Regions from separate parts of the Sus scrofa genome. Here regions 2 and 3 are each linked to region 1. A link is a contact called in public Hi-C data. All regions are on one chromosome and are shown on one strand. The core of a region is the stretch at or near the end of the contact, and the rest is flanking DNA. Distances in the headings are between cores, read along the strand shown.

Region 1 (4,411 bases), core at 502-3,001:
TATATTTTTAAAAAATTCTTTGCATCCTATCCAAACATCATTTGCTCCCTCTGCTGGTTTCCAAGCAGCAAACTCAGAGAATTCCATTCCCCAAATTGCTAAGATTTTATTTTAGGACTAATGCAAAAACAAAGCTCTTGCTCATGTTCTTATTCTGGCTGAAGTAATACCAAAACAACTAAGTTAATTGTGGCTTCAATCAAAAAAAAAGGAAACTGTAGCACCCAAAGAGGGGTGCCACGCTGGATCAGTGGCCCCAATCTTTCAAGGGGGCATTAACAAGCTCTTTCAGCACAATATTTTTCCATGTTATTGTGCACTAGTTTAATAGAACATTATTAGAAATAGCTCCAGAGTTTAAGGATCTTTGGGAAAATAGGAAACCCCCCTCACACACTTTTTTTTTTTAGGGGTTTGCTTCATCTCCCTGACTCGTGCCACTGTTTGAAAGACAGAACCCACAAAAGTCTTCAAAATTTTAACTCTCCATCCAGGTCAGCATGCTTAGGAGATAATGTTCTACTTCCCAGCGCGCATCCCATGTCCCAAATCTTGTCTGCACCGAAGAGTGGTCAGAACCAGGCACCTGAGCAGCGCCCCCAGAACCAAGACGGGGAGCTGGGCTGGGAGATCCCAGATGGTACCTGGCCAAGCAGTTTTCCTCCGCAGCGCATCTCAGGTTGTACATGGACATCTTCTGCACATACGTGGATGCCTGGATGTAGTAAGGGTCAGGCACCAGATCAGGAAGACCTAAAAGTTAGCAGGCAAAGCGCAAAGAGGTGAGACAACTTAGAGGCGCCCACCCTTGCCCCCTACTCCACGACCCTTACTCATCACCCTTCACCCATGGGGACTGCGGTGTCGGGTTTCGGGTAACAGAAGAATGGGGATGGCCTGGGCTGCAAAGTAAAGTGGAAAGGAAGCAGGAGGGGCCAGGCGCGCGGTTTGCACCAGATTCCAGGGCTGCCTCTGCAGGCGCTGGGGGAGGGATGGGATCTGCACGGACTGAGGCCTGCCGCGCCCAGGCAGCCACGTCGGGGAGCCACGGAGTTGGGGAAGGGGTGCGTGGGTTTTCTGGCGACTTGGGGGTGCTTACCGTACTGGAAGTAGCCTGTTCCATATCCGGGCCGATACCTGCTCCCAGGCCGGGGCCTTTCGTACGTGTCATAGTAGTTGTAATAAGGGTTGTCGTCGGAGTACTTGTAAGGATTGTACGGGTCATCGCCCACCATGCCGTCCACGTCCACGCGGCTGGGTGGCTGCAGATTACTGAGCGCTGGGAGCTCTCCAGGTGCCGTCTGGTTACCGGCACTCGAGGCCCCAGCGTCGCGAGCCCCAGACGTCGAATAGCCAGCTTGGAACCAATGGCGGGCTGCGGGCCTGGGGCGGCCGGCGACGGCTCCGGACGAGAGGGCGGTTCGCGCCCGCGCCGCAGCAGTGCGGTTGTTGCGGAGCAGCAGGATTGGCGTGCGCAGCTGCGGGGTGGTGGCGTTGGCTGCGCCTGGGGCGGTGGCGCCAGGGTCCCGTCGCCGCTGTGGCTGGTACTGTGAGCCCAGGCTCAGCAGGCTGAACACCTGCCCGTTGTTCTCCCATTGGATCTTCTGGCGCCAGGCGCCGGGAGCTGCCGGCGGCTCGCGAGGGGGCTGTTGCTGGCCAGTGGCCGGCGGGGCGCAGCGCACCGGTGCGCAGAGCTGCAGCAACCCGAGCAGAAGTGAGGTCCAGGCGAAGCGCATCGCTCCCTTTGCCGGATTGTCCCCGCTCCCGGAGGACGTAGCTCGGAGAAAAGGAAAACGAGGCTCAAATCACGTGAGGGAGGGAGAACTCTTCAACCACGGAGGCGGGCGGGTTGCGCGGGTATCTCAGTCCCTACCAAGCAATGCCAAGGGTGGGCTGCAGACCCTTCCCAGTAAAGGCGGCTGCTGGGACGTGGCACTCGCCTCTTTCCTCTTTCCCAGTTCTGGAAGGCGACGGGGAGCGGCGCGGCGGCCCCAGCGAACGGCAGTGTCTGGAGTGAAGGAAGGAGGAGAGATTTTAAACTTTCTGGCACATTTGCAAAGTTACACAAGCCGTTCTGGCCCAGCCGCCCCTCCGCTATTTGTTCACGTAATGCGATTGGAAACGTGCAAGGCGGACAGCTCCTCGCCTCTGCCCCTCCCTCCCCTCCCCGTCGTGTCCTCCTCCCCCCAGACACGTTGCACAGGGAACGTTAAGGGGAAAGAACAAAACGGAACACACATCCTGAGACACACTAGGCTTAATCTGGGGCGAACATGCAGGAATTTCAAAAGACTCAGACAGGCGAAGGCAGCCAGGCCATGGGGCGAAGCCAAAATATGCACGAAGAAAAATGCTATTAAGTCACCAGCCCGGGAGAGGCGGGAAGTCAGGAGGTGGGGAGGGTGCTGGGGGCGAGAGTCGGGGAGGGGGAAGCGGTGGGCGGAGGGACGATTGTGACTAACGTTTATCCATAAGGAGTTAACCAGACAGATTTCCCAATGCACACTCCTCGCTTTTATGGGAAGCGCCCTCAGCAAATAAGCCTCAAGATATCAAATTTTGTTTTTCTGTGTGTAGGTAATATGAGAAATGGGTTACAAATTTATTTCCTACAGTGAATATTTTAATAACCAAAAGTGAAATTTTACAAGGAACAAAGCCAACTAACACTGAAGCAGAGAATAAACCTGTGTCTTTTTAAAAATGCCGGCCTGATTTGTACTTTGAGTGGAAGTGAAGAACCCATCTTTCATTTCCAGTGTCTATCAGGAAGTTTGAGTAAAGAGAGCTAGAGTAAGCCTGTCTGTAGAACACTCAGAAAGGCAGTTTCAAATAAGCATTTCATCTGACTTTTTTTCTCTTTATATGTCTAATAAGGAAGTTTGACTTTGGATTTTTTTTTAAATCTTAAATCACCTTTTGCTAAATATTGAAAAGTCAGTAAAGAACCCTGATTTTTCATCCTGGTGTTTGATTGATCTTACAAACTGAACAAAGGGGTTGCTGAAGTAACAGCCTTGGGTTTCAGATTTTGGTAGAGAAGGGAATGGAGTAGTCAGAGGAGAATGGGTAGGAGGATGTGGGTAGGAAGTAGGTAATAACCACTGGAAAGAGATGCTTAATGGACCAGTTATTCATGTACCACTCAGGGTTTAGGCAGTGCTGGAAGCATTTCAAAGGAAAAAAAAAAAATTAACCGCTTGTTTCAAAACTAGACTCAGAACCAGTTCTTTTTAACCTTTTTATTGTTGTCATCGATTGGGCTATTGTATACTTCAATATTCACCTATCTGTTGGTCTCTGTCTATCCATATTTAACCACATTTTGGTTGACCTCTGCTGATTTGGTGGACCTCTGCACAGCACCTATTTCACTTTTTTTTTTTTTTCCTGGTTAGAACAAATGTATTTTCCTTTGGGAGACTTTTCCTTTTCCAGTTGCAAAAGTGGGACTAGCATTAAGGAGACTACCCCTACTTCAAGCAGTGGTCATGCAGAGATTCAAGTGTAACTAATAAAGCCGTCTCCTTAGAATTCAAATCTTGAGCAGAAGTACACAAAGGTCAGAAATGTTGGAGCCCACTCTTCCCTCTAGTAAAGAAAGTTTCTATGAGTTCTTGCTATGTGGATTCCTCTCATGGTGTTTTAGGCCAGTACCTTCTAAGACCTGGTGCTTCAGCTTTTCCTTCCATTTTTCCACTGCATTCCTTTGTGGTTTAGTGTGATCGGTCAATGTCTGTTGTTTTGCCACTCAGGAACCCTGACTGACACTGAGGTGGCCAGGGGGGCTGAGGGATTGGGGGAGGGGAGCAGGGGTAGTTTGCGGGTTCTCTTAACCAACCAGATCTCATGATTCTTAATCCAAGATGATAGATTTGGCTCTTATTGAGTCAAGTTAGAGTTGCTATGCTGGTGATCACCCGGCATCCTTGGTCACGAAGGGTATCGGATAGAAGCTTGCCAGTGGATTGCCAAATCTATTACTTAAGTTAAAAAGATAAAAATTCAAGTGCAAATCCCTTGGATAGCAGATTAGCAGTGCCATCCCTCTGTATAAAGGTCAGAGGCATCCCTAGGTATCATTTTATAGGCTGGCTGCATTGTATAGACTTAAGCTATTCAATCTCAGAACCCACAAAGAGAAGATGGAGTAAAAAGAAGAAGCAGGTGTATATAATTTGGATGGTGGATAGGCCAAATTATAGGAGAAGCAGGAAGGGAGAGAATATAATTATCTCTCATCAGAAAAATGCTCTGTATTCACCCATGAACAGCTCATTCTCCAGAAAAAAAGAAGCCCACAGCTGCCAGGGCTTGACCACACATTGCTGAGAAAAGACAGTTCAGATTGTCAGAAGGGCAAACTAGAGTGACCCCCTAATGGGAGGATAGAAAGTTTTTCTAAATCTTA
Region 2 (4,411 bases), core at 1,021-3,520, 99 kb before region 1:
TTATTCATTTCACTTAAATTGTCATATTTTGGACAAAAAAATCCTACAGAACAGAAACAGACTCACAGACATGGAGAACAGACTTGCGGTTGCCATGGGGTAGTAGGAGGGAGTGGGCTGTATTGGGAGTTTGGGGTTAGTAGATGCAAAATATAACATTTAGAATGGACAAGCAACAAGTCCTACTGTATAGCACAGGGAATTATACCCAGTCTCTTGAGATAGGACATGATGGAATATGAGAAAAAGAATATATATATGTATGACTGAGTCACTCTGCTGTAGAGCAGAAATTGGCACAACAACATAAATCAACTATACTTTAATAAAAAATTAAAAAACAAAAAGAATGTGAACAGGTCTTGAAAAGGTACACTTAAGAAAGTAGAGAGGAGCATCAAAAGCAGAGAGAGTGTAGGCTAAGTAAAGGTAGAAAACAAACGCTGAGCTTGCAGCGGTTGCAGTGGCTACAGAAACCAGATGTCATAGAGCAAGAAGAGTGGTCAAGAGAAAATACTACAGAGCCTTTAAAAGCTACAGACGAACTTCATTTTAAGAATACATTTTTGGAAGCATTATGGAATCATACTAACATTTTTCTTCCAGATTAAAAGACATATTTTCCTTAAAGCTCTTTTAGCTTTAAAACATCCTTTCCTATGTATTTACATATGAATGCTATTACCCACTTGGGGTGATGAGCTCCTATACTCCAGGAGCTCAGTTATAATGAAGGGAAACAGCTGAAAAAGGACACAATTACAATTCGGTGTAAGATTTATAAATGGCAACACTACCTTAATGCAACATTAGTCAGACAGGAAGTCAGGTGTTAATCCGACGGTGCCCACATTATACCTTAAACTAAAATAACACAAATCCAAACATAAGACTGAATTACTGTAAATTGAGTACAGACTCATGAGCCAAGAGCAAAAGCTCTGAGTAGGACAGTCTTCTTTGATAGAGGCTCAGAAGCGGACCTAGCTTAAATTTTCTTTCTCCACAGTCGTGAAATTCTTAATAAGTTTATCCATGAATCTGAGTTCTGTAAGTGAAATCCAGTGGGACAATGGAATATTTGTCAAAAGCTTAGTCTCAGGTCAAGTGTGGCTTTTCCTGCCACATACTCCCACTTAGGTTCTCTGGATTCCACTTCCCTTTCTCTGCCCAGCAACTGCTACCACCTTGGTGCAGTACAGGAACCCTTCCCTGAGTCCTGGAGCAGGGGTCCCAGGCACCTGTGAGGATCTGCAGTAGCCCCATAGCATCCCTTTTCTTGAGGGAGCACCACATTAACTACCAAATAAAAAGCACAATACAGGTCAAAAGACACCATGTAAAAAAGAAGAAACTTTTTCCTACTTTATGAACGTCGGGGGTCCTGCATTTTCTTTTCTCACTGGGCCCCAGAAATTATGTAACCGGCCTTGGAATCCTGTGTCAGTGGTCGGCTCAGCTGGGCAACTCTGGGCAAGACACTTGGCTTCTTAAGTCAGTTTCCACATCTGTAAAATAACAGTTCCTATCTCATTGGATTTCTTGACTATTTTGGAGATTGATGCTAAGTTTGTCCCAGCATTTGATCCATTTTAACGCTCAATATTACTGGGCGTTAACTATTAATACGCTACCTACTTCAGATCCACTCCCTCAAGTTTTCTCTACACCCAGGCTAATGTAATACTTTTAAACAGCCATTTTCACAGGCAGTGGCAAATGTTCATCCTGGTTTTGCTCTACACGTTCATTATCTAAATTTACCTAAATTATCTAAACGTTATTATCTAATAATCTCCTTACAGTGTGCAGAAAGAAATGTCTACGCCTGAGCTATAAAGTAAGACTGAAACATTGCTAAATCTAAATCTTCACAAACGCTAGACAAAACTTCGGAGCTAAATTGGTCGTTCAAGTGATCCTTTCAAAAAACGTTCATTCTCACAGGGACACAAAAAACAAGGTCTTTACAAAGCTGCGCCCAGTCTACAAACGAATGTAATAAAGCCAGTATCTTGAAAAACTTCTAAACAAGGTAATAGCTTGCGAAATGCCCCCTCCGCCACCCGCCCCTGCGGGGGTTTCCGCAAGAACGCGCAAATCAGGCGCGGAGCTCTCGGCGCAGGAAGTTGTTCTCCGTCACTTCCTTTCTTCCCCTCCGCGTCTGCGTACCTTCTGCGCGTGCGTCGGCTCGAGTGAAAGGTGGATGAATTTTGAGCCAATGAGGCCGCCGTTGAGGGGTTGGCGACGCAGCCGCGTTCGAGTGGATACAGTTCACGTGCGGGCAGCTCGAGCCTCCTCTCGGAGCTACTATGGTCAGCCAGGGACTTTGAACCTCAATAACGAGGTGAGCACCGTGGTCTGGGAACCTGTGGGGCTGACCTTTAGGGCTCTTTTTTGAAAGGCCTGGGGCGAAGCGGGGAGTCCCTGGCGAATTTTGCAGAACTTGTAGCATGTCAGCTGTAACTCCTTCATGGTATCTAGGTGACCGAAGCGTCTCTGGCCCTCATTCCCCATGAATTTTTATCTGTGGGACTTTGGGAAGATCATTTAATCTATATTCAGTGTCTTATCTGTCAAACGAAGCTCCTGACAGAACCTCCCTCACAAGGCTCTGGTGAGAATTAAAGTAACTGGAATGTATAAAGTGTTTGCAAAGTGCCTGATAATAAGCTCCGATACATATGACCTGCCTTTTGTTGACTGCAAAAAATGAAAGGGAGAGATTGAGACCTTATGCCTAGAAATTGCTGATCTTGAACGAGACCGTACGGTTTATAAGGATGTACGCTCCCTCAGTACTTCTTTTTCAGGTACTGTCACATTTCTCTGCTCCCAATCACAGCAAAACTTTAATACTTACTGTCCTCAAATTTATTTCTCTCTGAAATCCAGTCTGATCAGACATTTGTCCTCATCACCTCCACGTTTCGTCATGTCTCATTTCCAGTTTCTGCTTCTATTCTAGGAAGTCATCAGAGATTTAAGGTAACCTGGAAAAGCAAGGATTAAATGAGGACCTCACAGCTGTAGCAAAGGAAGTTCTCGTCCTTTTTATTCATTGCATATATGTGTCTGCTATGAGCAAGACACTACATATTACACAGTTGTGGAAGACAGACGGTTTTTAAGAAACCTATACTCAGGTAGGGAAGGGAAAACACCATCCACCATGCTATAGAATAATACCCAGAAAGAAAAACAAAGTTATTTAGGCAAAAAAAGAAAAGTTTCCAAAGAAGGCAAAATGAAATGAGTTATATTTATTCTTGGCCTTTAAGGATCTTACACAGTATTGAATCCAGTGGTTCAAATAGAGGGAAGAAGGCGTTTCTAGCCAGAGGAAACAGTATAAACAGGAAGGGATGGTAGTAGAAAGTGTTTTGGATAATATGAGTAGAAAACTCTACACTGATGAGAACTTGTGGGTGAAGTAGGAAATAAAGCTGAAATATATTACTGCTTTACTGCTGCATTAAGAAGCCTGGATTTCACTTGGCAGTAAAGAACAGGATGTATTAAAGAGGGGTACTCTGAAGGCATTCTCTTTACATTGATAAATATACATTAAGCTCTTTCTAGTTCCAGAAAACATTGCTGGTCTTTTTTCCGGTAGATCGCCTGTGAGATATAAAAGACCTTAATTGGAGTGTTGTCCTTGGAAATTTCCTGGAAATACTAGTGAGCTTCCTGTTTAATTCTGAAATTACACTGAGAAGAGTGTACCCTTTACCCTACTCTTCATTTAGGGCTCTCACTTTTTCCACTTAGCTAGTTTCCAGGCCTCTTCACAACAGTTAAAATTATTAATTCAGTTCATTCTGGGGTAAGTGTGTGTTCTTTATACAACCAAGGTGTTTTCTACTCTGAAAACATTTGCTTACCTGTTTCTTTTTTGTGTTTGTCTATCACCTGCAGCATATATGCTCTATAAGTGTTTGCTGGATGATTAAATAAACTTATCAGGTTAGGAAGTTTATACATCCCACGCTTAAGTAAATCGTATATGTTCTAATCTGAAGAAGGGGAAAAAAGACAGAAAAAAAGTGGCAATAATGAAAGAATGGTGTAATAATTTAAAATTAATGGGAGATGGGAGTTCCCGTTGTGGCTTAGCAGGATACAAACCCAAATTAGTATCCATGAGGATGTGGGTTCTATCCCTGGCCTGGCTCAGTGGGTTAAGGATCCAATGTTGCCGTGAGCTATGGAGCAGGCCAAAGACCCAACTCAGATCCCCCGTAACTGTGGCTGTGGTGTAGGCCAGCAGCTGCAGCTCCAATTTGATTTGACCCTTAGCCTGGGAACTTCCATATTGAAAAACAAAGGGGAAAAAAGGGACAAACACTTAGAAAAAATAGAGCAAATATGACAGACAAATTGCTAATGTTATTACTGTAAAATAGCTCAC
Region 3 (4,411 bases), core at 1,323-3,822, 79 kb before region 1:
AGGAACAGGTTAACCTAGGAGAGATTTAGGAGTCTGTATGATTCCGTAGGTCCTTCTTTTCTGCATCAGCCATATACTTTTTGGCCCAGAGTAGATGAGATCTTTAACTGAGGAAGTTTAGTTATTACCCAATAGCAGACAGCATTCAGTTTTGAAACTTACCAATTCTATACCCCAAGGTTGTATAGCTTACATGGTATTTTCCAGTGTTCGTGCCTCATAAATTCATAGATTCCGGATTTGTTTACTGTAAGCATCCTTAACAGGGGGACATCCTGCTAAGAACATTCTTCAAATAAGGACTTTCCTCCTAACAAAAGTTATTAGCATATTTACCAAGAGAAGCCATTATTAGTGTATTAACAAGTACATTAAACTTCTGCCTGAGTTTCTTCCTGGTAAAGGAAGTGAATAGATCCCAGCACAGCTGTTTTAATTCTTCCCTGATACGTAATAGCATGCCTTTTGGCATTTTTTAGAAATTTTAGTGTATTTCCCTCCAACTTTTTAGAAAATACTTTGAATCTTTAATAATAATAATTATACATTGTGTCACATCCATGTTCCTCCCTTTACTGGTAATGCTTAGTTTCAATCACTTGGTTTAGACATTGTGTGCCAGATTCCTCCTTTTTTTAAAGGTACTTTTTTTCTGTTTGCATTTGTTAGGTAATTTGTGAGATGATAACTTTGAGGTTATGTGAATATCCTATGGTCTTTTTACCCAGTGACTGATGTTCTATGGGTAAATCAGTTAACACCTATTGTTTCTTTGTCTATGCTGGGATTTTTTATTTCTCTGATAAGATTTTAATTCATTGAGTGGAATTTTTTTTTTTTTAAACGTCAAGGAGAGTGATAATAGTCATTTTTGCCTGAGGAGAAGAAAAATGTTTCCTTTTCTTGGATCTTTATGTGCTGGGTGGTTTTGACTTGTATCCTGGATGTTATGAAAAATATGTAGTTAGAGATTCTGGGTCTGGTTATTCTTCTCAAACAAATGGCAGTTTTATCAGTTAACTTTTGGAATCGGCTTTAGTTTCAAAGATGTTTCTTAGATAGCACCTATAGCTTTAGTTCAGATCATTTGTCTATTAGTTTGAATCCGTTTCTTACATGCATTGTTCAGGCTTATGGATCCCTTGTGTGCTTCTTTCTCTTCTGGGTTTCCCCTGCTCTGTAGTGGATAACGTACCCAAACCTCACTGTTGCACATGCTCCTTGGCCTGTCTTCCTGAACCATGCACCCTGCAGTTTTCAGTTACTCTCTGAAAAGATGGTGACTTAACTGTATAGCTTCACATCTTTACTCCCAGTTTGCTTAGAGTCCCTATCAGAGCCTATCTTCTTCCATTTACTCTCCTTTATCTTTAAGTAGGTTTTTGGTAATATGTGCAGGTTTTATGTTCTGCTTTATTTTGTTTGAGGGGAGGAAGAAGCATGGTTGATCATATTATCTGTTAGTACCTTAATCTGTCATACCAGAAATGAAAGTAGCCAAAGTTAAAAGTAACTGTAAATAGCTAAAAAAGAGGCTGAATACCCCAAGACACTGTAAATTTAGGTCTTAGGGAGATGGAATAAATACAGGAGGCTTGTAGCCACTGAAGTAGAAAGAAAATCAGGAGAATATGGTATCTAGGAAACCTAGTAAAGAGACTGTTTCAAGAGAACAGAGTGATGAACTAGGTATCTATATTGATGTTGTTCTTATTTTCAAAATTAGCAATATTATTTTCAAAGTGTGAGTTCATTTATTAGATCATAATTATTGATGAAATTTTCAAGGAGTACTACCTCCGTGGTCTAGTATACTTTGCAGGACTCTGCTGATAGAACCAGAATGGGTTTTGTTCTTGCTTATGTGATCCTAAACATACCTTCTCTCCTTCGTCCCCTTCCCCATCCTGTTTCTTTCTGTAAAAAGAAATCTCAAATTGTTCAATTGTTTCCACATTCATATTTTCTTCCTATATGTCTAAAACCTGAATGTCACAAGCAATGGTCCAGGTATGGAAGAGGTATCTATAATGTTTCTCTCTTTGTTTACCTCCCCATATTCCTTGAGCATACCCACATTATGACCTTTTATAGCTACAGGATCAGCACTGTTCCCTCTTAAGTCTCTTTTATAAATCTGACTTGTAATTTAGATTATTTTTCTCTAATGCATTGTAGAAATCAAGTAAATAATTTCTTGAAACCTTTAGGGTGCTTTAAAGATCCTCAGTAAAAACTTTCAACTTAGGATAGTATGTTTTTGTTTGTTGTTTTTAAGGTTAATTATTGGAAACAGGAATGAATAGACCCTTCATTTTATAGTCAGCTTAGCCAGTGTTCCCTAAGACCATTTAACTTTTAATTTAATTCCTTTAAAGGGAGAACGTTTATTGCTTCTGAAGGCAGAGCAAGATGCTCTGATTTAATATACTTTTGTACTCAACTTGTGACATTTGAAATGATAAACAGAAGTCATAATGGTGTTTTAAAAGATCAGAATATACTGCTCTCTTACTCACATGCAACGTTTAGAAACAGATCATCACATTGGAATTCTAGTTTGCTTTCCTGGCTTGTGGTTTCTACAGCTTTAAGCCAGTATTTTGAATAGTTCATACTCTTGAAATCCTGAGCAGTGTTACATTTTTCACATGCAGGGGTCATGATTTTCACTGTAAGCTCTATTGCTAAGGAGATACTATATCAAGTCTGTGGTGATCCTAAAATAGTTTTGTCTTTTAAATAAGAGCAGTTGTAGCAAATAAAAGTGGTATCTGCTTTTGAACCTTCTTAGTTTCTATTTGAAAACAAAGGAAAAATTACAAGTCCTTGTAGTGCTATTACCATTTACTTAGTCATTATATACACATAATTTTAAAATAAAGAACTGACTTTGGAATTGCTTCAGTCGAGATAAGCCTAGTTCTAAGGCTACTAAGTGTATAAACAGAATTTAAGGGTAGGAAGGAAGGAGTATCACATGATCTTTTTTAAAAAATAATTTTTTTTTTAACTTTGTTTTGTTTTGATTTTTTTTTTTTTTAAGTTTTGTAACTTTGGAAATTTGAACTTACAACCTTGGCAGACCATTTCTACTAACTGTGAAAGTATCCAAAGCCCTTTTCAACTATTAATTTTAAAAAATTTGGACAACCAATACTACTATCATAATTCTGGTATGGAATAATGTGGTGATTGAGAAAAGAGGCAAATATTACAACATATTTTTTTGGAACACACAGTGGGAGACAAAGAGCCGTAGAGAGAAGCAGCAATAAGAATAGTAAATAACTTTTTTTAATGGATTTTCTTTTTATTCAACTGGAATATCACATGAATTTTGGATTAAATGAAGACAAATTATGTTTAATCACTTAAACTCCTTAATTTGAACATATATTTTACTTTGCTAGATTTCTTTTGTAATGGAAACTCTGTTCTTTTTTCCGTTTTATTAGAGTAACTAATGTTAATGTTTTGCTACTCAAAGAATTAATATTTTGTGATAACAAGATAAACTCAGCAATGTTCTATTTTCTCCTTGACTATGAAGAGTTTTATTTTTTTCTCTACCTGCTATTAAATTATGTAAACTATCTAGCTTTCTAAAAAATAAAAATAATCCCAAGGGAAGTGGCTGCTCCAATTAAAAATGCCTTTTTAGCAGTCTACAATGAACATGTATAGTTCTCTTTCATTCTCCCCTTTCCTATATAAAAATTAAACCCTTTGCAGGGCATATTAATTTTATATATGGGTGAGGTAGGGAGATAAATTCTCACTTTTTATTTCTTGATTTCTGTTGAAACTCAATATATTGAAATAGAACTTAAGAGTTTTAGTTGTAGTTAATCAGTAATAGTTATTCTCTTCATCACAATGTAGGATAGCATCTTCATTTATTAATGATCATACATTTTCTAAGACCCATAAAATTTGCAACCAGAAAAAAAAAATGTACAAGTGAAAAAAAGAGTGGGAATTTCCAGAACCACTATTATAATTCCGTATTATATGCTTAGGTTGGTTAAATACATTTTAAATTAGAATTTACTGTGCATGCAGATGAATAGATTTCTACTGTCAGGGCACACACTATTTTGTGGGAAGCAAGCATATGAGTCTCTGCATGGTATATCCCATACTGTGTTATAAGCAAAGAGTTGTAGGAACCTAGAGCAAGCATCTATTTATTTACTTAGGGATTTAGGGAACACCTCACAGAATGGGTGGCACTGAGTTGGAACTTGAAAAATAAATATGATTCTGTTTTCAGACAGGTAGTCTAGATAAATAGAGCACAACAAAAACAAAGCATATAGGTCTGCAAGTACATGGTGTAATTTGGAAGGGGTGCTCAGGATTCTATTTCTGTTACACTGTTTACCACATTGAGCTGTAATTTCTCTGT

What was found. A called contact is a pair of places that touch in the nucleus more often than the background predicts.
Region 2: a contact with region 1 is called in a Hi-C map of embryonic fibroblasts, with 4 times the contacts expected there. The contact joins the promoter of SRFBP1 here to the promoter of LOX in region 1. A contact is called at or near these places in 8 of 47 Hi-C or Micro-C datasets (embryonic fibroblasts, fibroblasts, heart right ventricle and 3 more) and 1 of 2 datasets of contacts at active chromatin or transcription factors (skeletal muscle).
Region 3: a Hi-C map of embryonic fibroblasts shows a contact between it and region 1, with 1.5 times the contacts expected there. The contact joins the enhancer-like site here to the promoter of LOX in region 1. A contact is called at or near these places in 1 of 5 promoter capture datasets (fetal skeletal muscle), 10 of 47 Hi-C or Micro-C datasets (adipocytes, embryonic fibroblasts, epiblast stem cells and 5 more) and 1 of 2 datasets of contacts at active chromatin or transcription factors (skeletal muscle).

Annotation. Positions count from the first base shown.
Region 1 is chr2:125,605,275-125,609,685 of Sscrofa11.1, forward strand. It overlaps LOX (lysyl oxidase), which reads right to left and starts at 1,752. Exons shown (of 7, transcript NM_001206403.1): 1 at 1,100-1,752; 2 at 645-753. The coding sequence starts at 1,736. All of the region lies in intron 3 of LOC100525452 (zinc finger protein 474), which reads left to right.
Region 2 is chr2:125,505,577-125,509,987 of Sscrofa11.1, forward strand. It overlaps SRFBP1 (serum response factor binding protein 1), which reads left to right and starts at 2,271. Exons shown (of 10, transcript NM_001244566.1): 1 at 2,271-2,316; 2 at 2,319-2,347. The coding sequence starts at 2,313. It overlaps LOC102160311 (a long non-coding RNA gene), which reads right to left and starts at 2,143. Exons shown (of 5, transcript XR_002341867.1): 1 at 1,366-2,143.
Region 3 is chr2:125,525,224-125,529,634 of Sscrofa11.1, forward strand. All of the region lies in intron 4 of SRFBP1 (serum response factor binding protein 1), which reads left to right. Among named protein-coding and RNA genes, the nearest start is that of SRFBP1, 20 kb to the left of the region's middle. Within about 2 kb of position 2,573, at least 17 of the 83 cell types and tissues checked have an H3K27ac peak or open chromatin away from gene starts, as enhancers often do. A contact at or near this core is called in embryonic fibroblasts, where this site is marked.